Regions from separate parts of the Mus musculus genome. Here regions 1, 2 and 4 are each linked to region 3. A link is a contact called in public Hi-C, HiChIP or PLAC-seq and promoter capture Hi-C data. All regions are on one chromosome and are shown on one strand. Each heading gives the region's core, a stretch centred on a gene start, on an enhancer-like site or on the middle of the called end of the contact. The rest is flanking DNA. Distances are from core to core; before and after follow the strand shown.

Evidence for each region. Promoter capture Hi-C pulls out the DNA fragments that hold promoters and counts their contacts. Hi-C and Micro-C count contacts between places; a contact is called where the count stands out from the background. HiChIP or PLAC-seq counts read pairs in DNA pulled down with a chosen protein or histone mark.
Region 1: a contact with region 3 is called in a promoter capture Hi-C map of pre-B cells, with 6 times the contacts expected there. The contact joins the promoter of Cep152 here to the promoter of Dtwd1 in region 3. A contact is called at or near these places in 16 of 39 promoter capture datasets (the 3T3-L1 cell line, the C10 cell line, the HPC-7 cell line and 11 more), 7 of 484 Hi-C or Micro-C datasets (B cells, CD4 T cells, LSK cells and 4 more), 3 of 115 datasets of contacts at active chromatin or transcription factors (astrocytes, embryonic stem cells and large pre-B cells) and 2 of 9 other capture datasets (adipose tissue and liver).
Region 2: a contact with region 3 is called in a Hi-C map of muscle stem cells, with 5 times the contacts expected there. The contact joins the promoter of Usp8 here to the promoter of Dtwd1 in region 3. A contact is called at or near these places in 2 of 39 promoter capture datasets (liver and pre-B cells), 2 of 484 Hi-C or Micro-C datasets (muscle stem cells and uterus), 2 of 115 datasets of contacts at active chromatin or transcription factors (astrocytes and bone marrow-derived macrophages) and 1 of 9 other capture datasets (liver).
Region 4: an H3K27ac HiChIP or PLAC-seq map of thymic regulatory T cells shows a contact between it and region 3, with 8 times the contacts expected there. The contact joins the promoter of Trpm7 here to the promoter of Dtwd1 in region 3. A contact is called at or near these places in 1 of 484 Hi-C or Micro-C datasets (CD4 T cells), 1 of 115 datasets of contacts at active chromatin or transcription factors (thymic regulatory T cells) and 1 of 9 other capture datasets (adipose tissue).

What each region holds. Positions count from the first base shown.
Region 1 is chr2:125,623,424-125,627,213 of GRCm38.p6, forward strand. Cep152 (centrosomal protein 152) reads right to left here and starts at 1,690. Exons shown (of 28, transcript NM_001081091.1): 1 at 1,453-1,690.
Region 2 is chr2:126,705,869-126,709,529 of GRCm38.p6, forward strand. It overlaps Usp8 (ubiquitin specific peptidase 8), which reads left to right and starts at 1,460. Exons shown (of 19, transcript NM_019729.3): 1 at 1,460-1,619. It also overlaps the pseudogene Gm10774.
Region 3 is chr2:126,150,453-126,154,166 of GRCm38.p6, forward strand. It overlaps Dtwd1 (DTW domain containing 1), which reads left to right and starts at 1,689. Exons shown (of 5, transcript NM_026981.2): 1 at 1,689-1,762. It overlaps Fam227b (family with sequence similarity 227, member B), which reads right to left and starts at 1,552. Exons shown (of 17, transcript NM_029455.3): 1 at 1,459-1,552.
Region 4 is chr2:126,874,180-126,878,023 of GRCm38.p6, forward strand. It overlaps Trpm7 (transient receptor potential cation channel, subfamily M, member 7), which reads right to left and starts at 2,082. Exons shown (of 39, transcript NM_021450.2): 1 at 1,795-2,082. The coding sequence starts at 1,797.

The DNA.
Region 1 (3,790 bases), core at 440-2,939, 530 kb before region 3:
CACACACACACACACACAGAGGTTAAGTCCATGAAGAATTCAGGAAGTGTACTCTAAGTAGCACCGTGCTACCTTCAACTACTACATTGAAAATGGCCACAACTCTATGTTTTTTTGTGGCTTTAATAAATAAATTGCTGGTGAGATGTGTGCTGACAGATCATCATGAAAACAATCGATAGCAATGTGCATTTGCCATAGTAAAACTGTATCTTGGTGAATATGGCAAAATTATGCCATTAGTAGGAACAGTGGCCTACTCCTATGCTTGACCAGAGAGCTGACCACTTAAAACATAAACCAAGGGATCAACGTGGGCAGTGTGCTCCCTAAAATACAGCTCCCTGGTTAATAGTCTCACTCTAGCCGGGAAACTTTTCCTAACCCCACTACAAGAATACAAGAAGCACAGCTGTCTTCTCTTACACCTCTGACCCAGCTTGTCAATACTTGTCTGACAATACTTGTCAGCACTGTCCCTGGTAGTTTTTGGTCACCCCCTTCCACCCCCTCACATAGAGGGAAAAATATTTACTTGTTTTGTGAGCAAACTTTAGTGTATATTTTCCTTTCCAAAAATATTTATCATCATCATCATCATTATGAGTGAATATATCCATTGGGTCACAGGCCTTAGGATTCCCCTGGAGCCGGAGTCACACGTAGTTGTGACCTATACAATTTGGGTGCAAGAAATGAACTCACAGCCTCTTGCAAGAGCATTGACAATCTCTTAACTGCTGAAACTATTATCTACTCCCACCGGAGTAGATAGGGTCTTTAGGCAGATCTCTTTTTATTTGTTTACATTCCAAATTGTTTGTTTGTTTGTTTGTTTGCATCCCAAAGGATGTAATATGGCTGTAAGCAATTAAGAACTGAAGATCCTCAGCTCTGGCAGCTGTGCAATCGTAACTGCTTCCGTTTCTTTAGTAATGAAACGGTGAAAACATCATAGGTGTGGGAAACCTTACAACTCCCGGATAAGGACTCCGCCCTCCTCTAGATGCCTGCTCCATCCAAAGTGCATTCTGGCCACTTCCAGAGCGCATGGCTTATATCCTTTGCTTGTGGCTTCAAACTTCAGCCTTTATTTACATGCAAACAATCAAGAATTGTGAAGCTACGAAGTGAAATTCAGCTTAAATCACACTGAAAAATGCATGACTACAAGATGGACTAAATGTAATTGCCCTGGGAGTTAGAAAACTGCACGCACTAGCTTACACACTAACTTCTCTTACAGGGTGGAAACAGCCAGAACGCAACAGTCTATTTTAGACACTTTCCAAATCCTGTTCCTACTACAAAGAGTACGGAGGGAGGGGGCAATGACAATCTCTTGAGCTCGGTAGTACCGATAGCAGCATGGAAAACCAAGGTGAGCAGAAGACAGTAACCCCAAAATACAGGAAGCCCCCTCGACTGGGTGTACTCACGCAGCGCCCTTACCAAAGAACTGGGCCCGGGGTCCAAGAACCACGGGCGCGCACAGGTCTGCCGATGGGACGCCCAGGCTGAAGATCGAGAAGGGAGCCAGCAAGCACAGCCCCGGTGTAGGAGACTCGAACGCGGGTCCCGATCCCGCAGCCGCCAGCCTGGCCGGGAGACCGCAGTCACCTCCCGCAACCCGCAACCCGCTGCCCTGACTTCCAGCCGCGAGCACCTTCCCGGTTACACCCTAGCCCGCGAACCCCGCCACTCGACGAGCAGCCGCCTCCTCCAATCGCCGCCGCTGCTCGATGGGCCTGACGGCTGGGCGGAGCTATGGGGCGGAAAACCCGCCTCCCACAAGGTCGGTTGAGAAGTCGCCCGCAGTTGCAAGAGCGCGGCTGTTCGAAGAGGGCGCCAGTGGCGGCGGGAAGCTTCCCGGAGCCTCCATTGGGGAAATAGTGAGCCAATCACAAAAGCCTCCTAGAGGACTACGGTTGCTTAGATACGGCGGACTGTTTGCCCTCCCAGAGGTTAGCTAGGACATTCCTTTTTTTCCCCTTACACGTCTAAGTTTCATCCAATGGCCCTTTTTGCTCTCTGAAGTGCCACTGCCAGCCCTGGTCGTTGTTAAATTTGGCATCATCTTCAGACTTGGCTGGTTAAGATTTGTGTTTCTTTACTGATAAAACTGGAGGAGCTCCCAGGTGCCTCCTCCCTAAAACTCGAATTTCCGCGAATGTTCTTAGATGTTAGCCTGTCGTTAAATCCCATTATATCATCGAACTTGGAGATCGCAAACACAATGGATAAATATCACTTTGGCTGTTCAATTTTAATGTGTGTCTCTTGATTGGCTTGTTGAGGGTGGCTGGACCTGGCATGTTCGAGACCTGAGTTCTGGAACAGTTGCTGTCTCTGGCTTCTTTGGTAAGAAGGGCTCTAGTGCATGCCAAGAACTTGGTGACTTGGATGCCCACATCTTTTTAAATCTTTCCCCTGTGTACCGTGTGGAGTAAGATACTTGTCCAAGGCTCTTCCAAATCTGGCTGTTTGCTAAGTCTGCCACCTGCATCCTATCCTTGTACGGCTGACATTGACCCTCAGCTAGGGGTCTGATACAGAATAAGAGCTTGAGTGAGAGAAACAGAACCAAGTCACAAGGCTGCACTACCAATAGTTCTGGGATGGCTCCTGTTTCCCCTCCTCCCACCCCATCTCCTGGGCTGCTTTTCGAGTCAATTGCCCCACCTCTCACCCACTCAGCCCTCGAAACACATGACGTCACTCAGTGGAACTGGATCTCCCTACCACTGTACACAGGGTGCATACCGACCCCAAGAGAAGATGGATTTCTCTTCTACTACGATCTGTTACCGTGTGTCTGCTTCACTGGTAGAACAATATGAACGTCTTGGGGGTATTCACTTGAGCATTTGTCTTCATGTTTCATGGCCCATGCTAGGCACTCAAAACAACTGTGTTAACTCATTAGTGAATAAATGAAGGAATGGGCAAATGAAGATGTTGGTCAAGAAAAGACTAATGAAAGGCCTTCGGGGAAATGGCACTTGTCGAAGGTGATCCAAGTATCGGCTAATGAGAAAGATATGTCCAGTGCCCCATGCTGAGGTCTACGATGCAATAGTGCATGAGAATGGCAGGGGACATAGGGGGATAACTTGCTCTGTGTTGAGATAGTGTACTTTTCCTTCCAGGATGTCTGTCCCTAGTGTACTTAGTCTGGATCCGCCACGAAGTTCCGCAGGGCCCACCTGCCTTTGTGAGTCCTGAGCCCAGCAGGTGTTAACTTTTCCTCTTGCTTCCCAGCTGTTGCTTTTGGATGCTGGCCCAAGTCAGTTTTCTCTGGGACTTTGAGCTTTTTCACTCTTTCTCTAAAGCTCCCCCTCCCCCATCCTGCTGCTGGTCCACCGTGTGGTTGACCTGTGAACCAGCCAAACTCAAAGAGCATGGCTCTTTCTCCTCTTCTGGGCAGCCCCATGATTTACAGCTTGCCTACCCTGAACCTTTGCTTTGAACTCTAAGTCTCATTGTCCTCAAGCTTGGTTTGAGTCCATTCTTAGATTGTTTTACTAAGAACACCAAGAACCCCAGCAGGAGACCCTGCTTTCTCTGGTCTCACTCCACTGTGCCCTAGGAAGCTGACCTTCAAGACAAGCTCCCCTCCACCACCACCCCCCAACTCTGCCTTTATGTTATCTCAATCAGTGAAGAATCCCAGTAGATCAGAGATGGGAATAGAAAAAAATTAGGTTATTAATGACTTAGCTAATCTCTTTTGCATCACCGAGATCAGCCGTTACCTCTGTATTGTCCACAGCTCCTCCATGTAGTCAGA
Region 2 (3,661 bases), core at 210-2,709, 560 kb after region 3:
ACAACTCACGTGTGTGAGTGAGTGTGCATGAGTGTGTGTGTGTGTGTGTGTGGACAACTCACATGTGTGTATACAACTCATGTGTGTGCGTGAGTGTGTGTGTGTGTGTGTGTTTTCCAGGAATCAAACTCAGATTGCCAAGTTTACCTGGTAAGGACTTCACGCATCTTGTTGGGCTCAGAGAAAATTTTCACTGATACACTCCAATGATGTCTCTCTTCCTTTCAGTCCTACCTCCTTCCAATTGTCAGAGCACCCCAAAATGTTCTCCATGTGTTTTATACTTATTCTCACATTCAGCTCTAAGTTTTTCTTTCCTTACTCAATTCCACAAAGCTGAGCAGAGAAAAAACATTTTCCTAAAATAATCCATCCTCAAAAAAACAATTTCTTCCTTAATTATGAGGGGGAAAAAAAAAACATTTGAGGCTTTTATCCAGTAGTTCCCAGCATTGCACGGTATCAAATCACACCAGTCTTTACTTGTCTAGGGAGAACAAATAGTATATAATTTAGTGTTGATTTTTTAAAGGAGAAATGCAAGATTTTGTTTGTTTGGTTGGTTTGGTTTTTCGAGACAGGGTTTCTCTGTGTAGCCCTGGCTGTCCTGGAACTCACTCTGTAGACCAGGCTGGCCTCGAACTCAGAAATCCGTCTGTCTCTGCCTCCCAAGTGCTGGGACTAAAGGCGTGTGCCACCACCGCCCAGCACAAGAATACCTTTGCATGTAGCTAATTGTAATGGAAACGAAACTAAGGTTTATTTTAAAGGTTGGTAGACTGGATGCTTACTACTCTTTAACGTTTAATGGCAGCCTATCTGCTAAGTATTTTCATTTTATATACTTAGTAGAGCTGTGCTTTTAGATTTGACATGCATTAAAAAGTTGGACTGTCCCAACGGATTTAGTGACCAGGGAAAACAACTCCACTCTTAAGCAATTTTTATGTCCACGAGTAGCCCATCTTTTCTCCACAAGACAACTCTCCAAAGAGTTCAAACCCCAGCTTTGTAAGACTGGTCCTTTTGGAAATGTTGACGGTGTTTGTGCAATGTGTTTTCCAAACACGTCTGTTCTTTAACCAGAGGCTTGGCTTTGGAGAATGTTTATTCCCAAGTTTTAGAAGGTATCAATCCTCTCCCCGTATTTTCCCCCTAATGTCCGATCTGACGGGAAAAATGCACTATTGAGAGGCGCCAAAATATCCTCGATTCCTCCGTGGACAGCTCCAAGTCACAATGTGACACAATCTGAACTGACTTCCACCCGGAAAAGAGACGCGCGAGGACACCGGAAGCGCAGCACGCGCGCTTCCGTCCCGCACCAGCTCAAACTGTCCTTCCGACGCATGCTCAGGCCGGTTCGGCGCTCACCCTTCCGGAGAGGGCCGCCCTGATGTCCCTCCCTACGGGACAGAAAGGCGGAGTTACAGGGTTCACTGGAAGCTCCGCCCTCGCCGTGACGTTTCGAGACGCGACCCGTCGCCACGCAATGCGAATCGGGAAGAGGGGATGAGCTGCGCTGCCGTGCGTCTGAGAGCGAAGGCTCGTTCTCCTTCTGGTGGTGGGCGATGGGCGTCAGGCGAGGAGGCCGGTGTTAGCGGAGCGCGGGCGCTGCGGTGAGTGCGGCCTGGCTCCGGCCCCGGTTCCTGGGGAAGGCGTCCTCCAGCTGCTGGTCATCCGGGAGACGAGCCCTGTCCGCGGAGGGGTGGGACAACCCCAGACAACTGGCTGGTCCAGGGAGGGCCCGACTCTTGGTCGCTCCCGTCCCCCTCCTACGGTGCCCAGCGAGTTTGATGTAGTTTGCCGGTCTCAGAGGGTGGCCTTGACCAGTTCTCCTTTCTGTTGGACACTAGACCCAACTTTGGACTCCTTCCTTTTGCTTCCTTTTTTCTCATTTTGTGCTACCTACAACCCCAGGCCTTAATACGACCATTTGTCATGTTTTCCCTATTCCCCTTTACCCGGGTCACGCATGTTTTCAGTGAAGTACAAAAATTGAGTTAAGTAAACTCACCACACTTAAAACTTCTTCAAAGAGGGCATTTTCTTTTCTTAAAAATGTTTCTTCGTTTGTAGACTTGTGGCACTGACAAGTTCCCTTCACATCTGATGTACCGAGAGAGTTGTCAACCCCAAATCACAATGATATTCCTTTACCCACAAAGCTGCAGACCCTGTTCCTATGTTTTGTTCTTGCTTTCTGCCTATGACCTTGAGTCAGTCATTCAAGAAATATTTACGTGACTCACAGAGGTGTTGCAGAATCTAAGGAGTTTCATATTTATTAAAAAGCTCTAGGGTTTCGGATCAAAACGATGCCTAGCTAAAGGGTGTAATTCTTGGTTGTTCCCCGCCACCACCCACAAGGTCTTACTATGTAAACAGGACTTGTCTCAAACTCACTGAAACCTTCCTCCCTTGGCTCCAGAGATGGATAAAACTGCATCAAGCACCACTCCTGGCAAGGGTATTCTTTTTAAATCTTAGAGTATTCTTAGTTGTGTATATTATCCTACTTCATTAAAAATTCCATGTGTTATTTTTTGGTTTTGGTGGCTTTATTCTCTTTCTTTTTTTCTTACTTTCTTTCTTTTTTTTCTCGAGACAGTTTGTCTGTGCAGCCATAGCTATTATGGAACTCACTCTAAACCACGATTGCCCTTGATCTCAAAGTTCTGCCTGCCTTTGCCTCCCGAGTGCTGCCCACCACTGCCAGGCTCGGTGTATTGTTGGTGGTGGTAGTTTTTGGTTTTTGTTTCTGTTTTAAAGATATCTGCTTTTTTTTTAGTATTTCACTCTTTCTGTTTAAGACTCCCTGGTGAAAGTCAATCATGTTGGATTTAGGTAGTTTCTCATCTATAGAGCACTGGCCTAATTAAGGTGCTGTTGGCTGTATGTATGCTTATTTAAGAATATGAATTAGTATATAACTTAATTATGCCACTGTATCACTGTTGATCCTAAAATGTATATTCCTGCTCTTTTGCCCAGATATTGGGCATTGCACGGATCTTGCAGTAGTAATGTAAGCCTGTGAGGAATGAATAATGAATAGCTTGTGACTTGTAGTTTTTGAGATAACAATGGATAAGATAAACTAACAAAAATATTTAAGGTTTTCTTTTTATTCTTTAACTTGTTGATTTATTTACTTGAGCCTTATTAATCATCCTGATCTTTTGTTGATAAGAATGGAACCGAATCCAGATGGCTTTGTAAACCAGTTGTAATGTAAAGCCAACACATCAAATTTTATTCATTATATACTTAGCATCCTGATTTTCTTTCTTTTTTTTTTTTTTTTTTTTTTTTTTTTGGTGGTTCTGCAAACATCTTTACTAAACAGTTCCTTCCAGGGTAACAGGACTTAGCCACAGGGCCACAGCCAGGCAATACACCAACATCCCCAATAGCTCAGTTTGAACATAGCACGACAGGCTGCCCGTGGCCAGCAGGAGACAGAGGAGGGCAGGCTCCAGCGGTCACTTCTCTAGGGGTGCATAGTTCAGCAGCTTCTCAATCAGGTCCACGTGTGCTAGCAGCATGCGGCGGCAGCAGTAGCGCTTTAGGCCCAGAGCGTCCAGGGCATCCCCCTCCGTGTACTTGGCCTGCAGCAGACCCAGGTAGGCTTCCCATTTGTTGCCGACGATCTTCCCGC
Region 3 (3,714 bases), core at 439-2,938:
GATGTGAAACGACATATCCTATGCAACACCCTGTCCAGTTGGAAATTCTTCCCTAGACTCCAACCACTCATCAGGATTTGGCTTCATGGACTCCCCCAGCCTCTTTTGAGGTTCCTAAAATTTGTCATAATGTTTCCTGTACTACCCATACTTAACATGTAAGCACTTCCAGGGCAAGGTGTAAAGATGACAATAACAAAGCCAAAAATTGAAAGGGCTAACAATTAAAAGTCAAATATCCCATTTTCTGATGTTCAGGCCCTCACTGTTTGATGCCTAACTGTGATGTTGTGCACAAATAACTAAAGCTTAATTCCTAAGGCAGGTAGACATGTCAATGTGGGTCTCAAAGTAGACTCTCAACTGTTTTAGCATTCAACATATATGAATACCATTCTGGTGGCTCTCACATTGCGTCTCAAAAGGTTAGTAACTTCTTTTTCTGTTTTGATAAGTGAAGGTATAGTGGACTGGCTGACATTTAGAATGACTTTTGTTCTGCATGCCTCTCTTTATTAAAACATTTTTGCTTAAAGTCTAAATTCAAATATCCATGGTCTAATTTCTACCTCACTCTCACTAGTTCTGAAATTCCTTTTCTGTATCCAAATCAGGAATACCAGTTTGGCTCGAGTTGAGGTCTCCAAAACATTAAGGGACCTATTCAGTCTGCTAAGAGTGACAGAAGGGATTCTCCTCTCCTCCTCTCCTCTCCCCTCCCCTCCCCTCCCCTCTCCTCTCCTCTCCCCTCCCCTCTCCTCCTCTCTCTTCCCTTCCCTTCCCCTTCTTCCTTCCCCTTCCCTTCCCTTCTCTTCTCTTCCTCTCCTCTTCTCTCTCTCTCTCTCCTCCTCCTCCTCCTCCTCCTCCTCCTCCTTCTTCTTCTTCTTCCTCTCTGTGTCTCTCTGTCTGTCTGTCTCTGTCTCTCCTATTCAAGTAGAAGCTACCACTCATGACCAGGCTGGAAATGGGCCTTTCTCCTACTTACAGGTGTGATCCTGGGAATTCATGTTAACCATTGTCTATTTTTCTGTTAAAACTTTTATATAAATTCTGGTGTGGTAAATATCAGTGTCCTGGCTTGTCATTCGTGATTACACACAAGGCTGTTCTTTTTCTCCCATTGGTTAATTTCATAATTCTCCACTCATTAAACAAATTGCTTGATATATGACAGTTTTGTTTCTAATTTAACAACTATTGTTTAGGTTTCTTTGAGGTGGAGCATAGAAAAATAATTTAATCACTTATCCACATATATTAGACTTTAAAAAAAAATAAAAGAAAAATACAGTAGGTGTCAACTCTGCGTGTTGTAAGCAAAGCACAAAATGCATAAACGGTTTTCCTAAGAAGTCTATCAAGCTTGAACTACCAACCACCTAAAGCTACAAGTCTGAGATCTCGTAAATATAGTATTTGGGGAGGTAAAGCGGTGTTACTAGCTCCTCACTAACTCACAGAAACTACTTTCGAAAAGGCTGTTCCGGAACACGTCCCCAGTTGCGCTGGGGGCCCACAACGGGCGGCACAGCAGGAAGCTGACGGTTCCTTTGGAACAGGTCACCCGGGAAGCGAAGGCGGGACTTCCGAACCAGTTCCTCCTGCTCGCCCACGGGATTCTCCCTCTGAGCATGCGCCGTGGTCAGCTTCCCCGTGGCCCTGGCAACCGCCAGGCCCCGCCCTCCGGTGTTCTGCGGAAAGCGCTCCGGGGGGGAGCGCGTGGAGCGGAGGCGGTACGGACCGAGAGTTGAGCGTGGTGCAGGTCGGCATCCCCTCGGGTCGGGTGGCTCGGGCCGGACGCCGGCCAGGCCCAGCGGAGGTCTCACTGCGGGCTAGTGCTGCGTGTGGCGTGCCCGTGGGGGCAAGACTTGAGTGGTCTGGGGCCTAAATGAAGCCTTATTAGGCTTCCCGAGTCGGCGTTGCTCACTCCTGGCAAGGCCAGCTCCCTGTGAGCACCGATCTGTAATTCAGGCTTTGGCGTGGTTTCGGCATGGTCGCGGGAAAAGGAAACCAGATGTGTGCTGTTACCGTCAGCCGATAAGCAGACGCGTTTCTTGTGTGTCTATTTCTTGGGAATGTGAGACAAGTATAGTAACACTTTGCGTTGCTAGTTCCACGAGGTTGGGTAAGGATGAAGAGCCCAAGATTGCAGCATTTCAGGGCTGTTTATGATTGAACTCCAAATGCAAAAATTTCCAAGACATTTCGCCTGTCATATAATGTGTTCTGTGGGAAGGGAGTCAAGTTCTGTGTTTAAAAAATGGCGGTGGTATCTTGGATGTTTAAAAAAAAGGGGGGGGGGGGCGAGAGGGATATTGTACCTCATCAAATTATACGATCAGTTCTTAGTACTTCACAAGCAAATATTGAAAACAGTCTTATCTGGTCCTGAATTTGTCCACAATTCAAAATAGGAGAAATTTAAAGAATATTCCCTTGGGAGGCAAATCAGCTTAGTGTGTTGGAAAAAGTAGCCTTGTTCCGCCGATCTGTGTAGTGCCCCAAAGTTGAGTAGAAAGATAAGTCCTGGATGCCTTCTACAGAGTGGTTTCAATTTAGTTGATAAGTATTTGAATCTATCTAAAAAAAATCAAGAATAGGTAAATCGGAAAGAGTTGTACTTTTGCCTCATTGAAAAGTGCCTCCAAATGAATATGTTTGTCCATATCAAATATGTGGACCCAGGGATAAGTAGTCAGAAGTGTAAAAGATTGTCTTTGTGTGAGTTTATAACTGAGTTAGAATCTGACTTTGAGCCTAAAAATAGATGTTATGTGCAAAGCAGACAGGATGAAACTGCATAAGTATCATTATTTTTAGAGAAATTGAGTGGAAAAAAAAGTTTTTCAGCCCAATTTGCAGAGTAGACCATCAGGATGCTAGTTATTTGCCCTAGGAACCGCCCTTGTTTTCTAATTCTTTACAACTCTCCCCCACCCAACTCCAGCTGCATCGCCCTGCACGTATTTGATGTTAAGTATAGGTATACTTACATGCATCTATGTCCTTGTTGTCATTGATTGTTATTATATACTACTGGAGACAATGTCAGAATCCACAGGCTGACAATTCAGTCACAAAATTGTCCCAGCCTCTTCCAAGTCACACACTGAACCATCAGAATTCCCTTCCAACTAGCTACAAGCTGAGAGTCCTTCATCCCCTCTTCAAATGCATTTGATTTGCTTGTGTGGCCCACAGATCTCAGGGGACACTATGCTTGCATTTGATGGTTATTATAAAGGCGATTTTAACAGATTTAAACATACAGGCAGGTGGAGTAGGTAAGGGACTAGAGCACAGGTGCTTCCTCCCTGTGCAGCCGAGGTGGGCTTCCTTACAGTGAGCGGATGCCCTTGCATCATCAACTGTCCAGAAGCTACCGGAAGTCCTGATGGGGTTTTAGAGAGGGTTTTATAGGCTTACTTGCTAACCGAGTGAAAGGAAATCCTCAGGGCCTGTCAGGTTCTTTGGCTTTCCTCCCTCCAAGGGAGGAAATAAGGCAGAATCCGGTATTCATCTACTGTTATACTGGGACAATTTAAGTTGAACTTTCTATTACCCCTCCTCAGAAAGGAGTTTTAAGTCAGAAATCCAGGGAAAAAAGAAAAGTGTGTGTGTGTGTGTGTGTGTATTCACAATACCCAACTGATTTTACTCATACCATTATAGACTTTTATGTTTTATTTAGATTTATCATGAGTGTTGGTGTCA
Region 4 (3,844 bases), core at 832-3,331, 720 kb after region 3:
GCATGGTGGTGCAAGCCTTTAATTCCAGCACTCAGGAGGCGGATCTCTGAGTTAGAAGCTAGCCTTGTCTTGAAAAAAAGAAAAAAAAAAAGACGATGAGGAAGGAGGATGAAGAAAGAGGGAAGAAAAGCAAAACACAAACAAATTTAAGAAACACATTTTAAGCTATCCTAAGGTGTTACTATAACTCAGATGCATAGTGTAATGTAAACCACTCAACTCACTATTTATCAGGAATTAAGCAGGGAAAAAAAATAAAATTAACACTCTTAATTCTAAAGTTAGACTGTTCTCCTTACAGAATCAACAAGTTTATGCATGTCCAAACAATACTATGTGCCATATACGGTGAATTACTTACAAAACTAAAGCTATTGTTTTTTTTTGGGGGGGGGGGATCTTTCATCTGTTAATGAAAACGTTTTAAAAAATATGTAACCAGTATGTTCAAATGTATGCTGTTTACCATCTAAAATGAAAAACTAGATATATCACTGAATACTCTGTGCTTAACGGCTTTCAAGGCACTTGGATTCAACTCACCCTCCAGTAGAGTCCCTTAAATCAAAGCCACAAGTATTTAAATGAAATGATTTAGCGGAGACAGAGGCACTTTAACTTTCCTTTCAGAAACTAGGAAAAGCCAGGCGACAGACACCTGTGATTCCAGAGCTCAGGAGATGGACGCAAGAGGATAAGGAACTCAATGATAGACTCAGGATTTGAGGCCAGCCTAGGCTGTGTGTAATCCAGTCTCAAATAAAAGGAGTCTTCAGCGGCTGGAGAGATGGCTCGGCGGTTAAGAGCACTGACTGTTTTTTTCTGAAAGTCCCGAGTTCAAATCCCAGCAACCACATGGTGGCTCACAACCATCCCTAACAAGATCTGACTCCCTCTTCTGGAGTGTCTTAAAACAGCTAGCTGCAGTGTACTTACATATAATAAATAAATAAATCTTTAAAAAAAAAAGTAGTCTTCAATAACTTTACAAACGAAAGTGAGAAATGCAGTATTTATTCACATGTACTTTATAAGTAAGACACTTCTAAACCTAGCCCTAGCCCGACATGGTGGCGCACGTCTTTAATCTTGGGAGGTAGAGGTAAGCGGATCTCTGAGTTTAAGGCCAACCTGGTCTGTCTACACAGTGAGTTCCAAGCCAGCCAGGGTCACAAGCGAGACCTTGTCTCAAAAATAAAGAAAAGGCAGAAAACTAAACCTGTCTGACTTCGGCAAAGAAACACCAGTTTGCATAAAGCCTATCAAGTTAAACTACTGAGCAGGAATGCCTTTCCTGCTCAGATCCTAGATCTAAATGGCTTTCTTTGTAAGAACTCTCCAAATCCGGTTCCTGGCCTTAACAACAAAAGCTCTAGCCAACGCTGCAACACACCGACTCCCTCCAGTCTGCACATTGGCTTCAAACTGTCTGGGACAACAGATGAGGTAGTTCGACGCAGACCTGGCAACGCACGGTCTCAGCCTCCCAGGAATTGTCCCTTCCCTGTCGCCTGCTAAACAAAACCCCGAACCACATCGCAGTCTACACCGTCAAAATCGCTCCCGTTCTATTAAACAAAATAATAGTAGAAAATGTACCTGTAGAGCGTCTGCGGCACAGCCACCAAGTCACAGCTCGGAACCCGCGCCCTTCTCCTTGCCACACCACCCCAGCCCTCCCTCCCTTTCCGTGACGGCTCCGCTGCGAGCGGTGGCGCCCGGAGGGTCACGGAGCTCCCCGGAGCGCCGCCCAGGCTCCCGCGAGGCCCGCCCGCGCCAGGCCCGGCTCCGTACCATTCTCCTCACGGGGCGGACTCCGGAAGGGCAGCGGCTCCTCCTCCACCTCCGCGGCCTGCAGCCATCTATCGGAAAGCGTCTCCGGAGGCGGTGGCACGGGCCACCGAACAAGGACAGCCCCGGGAAACCTTCTCAGAACTAACTCAGCTCCAGCGCTAGCAGCAGAAGTCGAGTCTTTCATAATTGTGCGACCAGCTCCGCCGGGTGACTGGCCACAGGGACGCGCCCGCGCCCGCCTCCGCCGGAGACGGGGCCGCGGCAGCCACGTGACGGGGCCGTCGAGTGCGTCGCGCGGAGGGCGTGTCACGTGAAGGGCGCGCTTACTGCGGCCTGCCCCTAAGCTCCGCCGGCCGGGAAACGCCGAGCTGCTGCTTTCCCTGGTGTTGCTGGCTTCGGCTTCCCCTGCCTCTGTCCACGAGAACTTGTTCCGCTTTAATGACCAGATTCCCCGGCTTCGCCAAAACTTAGCTCCCGGCCGCGCACGCTTGTCTGTTTCTTTTGCTATCGCATCTGTCTACGTTGGTTATTAGCGATCTCTTCCCGCACGTTATCCTTTCCCATCAAGGGTGCAATCCGTTTTTTTTTTTTTATCAACACTGCTATTATTAGTGACTTATTTTAGGTGTATGTGTGTTTTGCCTCATGTATGTCTGTGTACCATATGTGTGCAGTGTCCTCAGAAGACCGTGCTAGATCCTCCAGAACTGGAATTTCAGACATTTAGTGTTATTTGAGTTCCTTTGTAGCCCAGGCGCCTGGCCTAAAATGACCTTGAACTATGGATTCTGCCTTTAACCCCACACTGCTGGGATTGCCGGCTTTTGCCATCCTGAAAGTTTTTTGTTTTTTGTTTTTTTTTAGATCAGGAGTAGTGGCACATGCCTGTAATCCCAGCACTCCGAAGGCTAAGGCAAGAGGACTGCAGTAAATTCCAGGCTATCGAGGATTAGAATGACACCATCTTAAAAACACAAAACCAAACCTGCTTTTGGCACATCATCTTTCTGTATGTATATTATGGGTATGGAGAGTCTTGGAACCAATTCCCTACAGAGACCTAGAGACATTTTTTCTTACAATTTTAAAGGCTCCTCTGCCTGAAGGGCTGTTCTGCCTCTATCTTTCCTCTTTTAACTCTGGCTAATCTCAAATTTACTGTAATCCTCCTGCCTTAGATATACATCTTTAAGTATACATTAAATCAATAGATGCAAAACCTAACAAAATACAAATGTGTATTTCTTTAGATTAATAAAATGTTCAGTATAATTTTATTTCCAATTATTTTCCTTCTTTGGTTGGTTGAGTCAACCTAGAACCTAGGTATAGGGCGAGCCAACTGCACTAGCCTGCTCTGTGTCTATAGATGGACTGTGGATGGACTAGCTGAAGTTTCCTACAATGTGCACGTACCTTGGTTTGGTTTAGCTTCTTCCATGCTGCATAGTTATTATCTCCCAAGCAATATGACCCACAGTTCACTGAGCCAAGCCTCTTCAACAAACTAATCCAGCCACTCACTCTTTCTCTTACAAGTTTTGTGGTGCTTATAAATCATCTTCAGGCATTCCCCACCTTGTAGGCCTAGGAGGAGCAGTGTTTTTAAGTGCTTCAAGTGCTGGCCATGGTGGTACATGTCTTTAATCCTAGCACTTGGGAGGTTGAGGCATGCTGATCTCTGTGAGTTCAAGGCCAATCTGGTCAACATAGCAAGTTCCAGGCCAGCCAAAACCACATAGACTATGTCTCAAAAAATAAAAATAAAAAAATGTCTTAATATACATGTTGTAACAGTATCTGATGAATATTCCAGGGATCTTGATTAACATGTGATCATTCAATAACTATTTATCTTTGAAATTTCAACTGGGTTTATACATTTTGTGACTTGACTATCTTTATAATCTAGAAGACAGGACAAAAAAGAAAATCAAAATATAACAAAATGAAAGTACTTTATTTCTTGTTAACTTTATAATTCTGGTTAAAAAGGAAAAGCTATGGGTTAAAGAGATGGGGCTCAGAGGTTAAGAGCACTGTGCTCTTC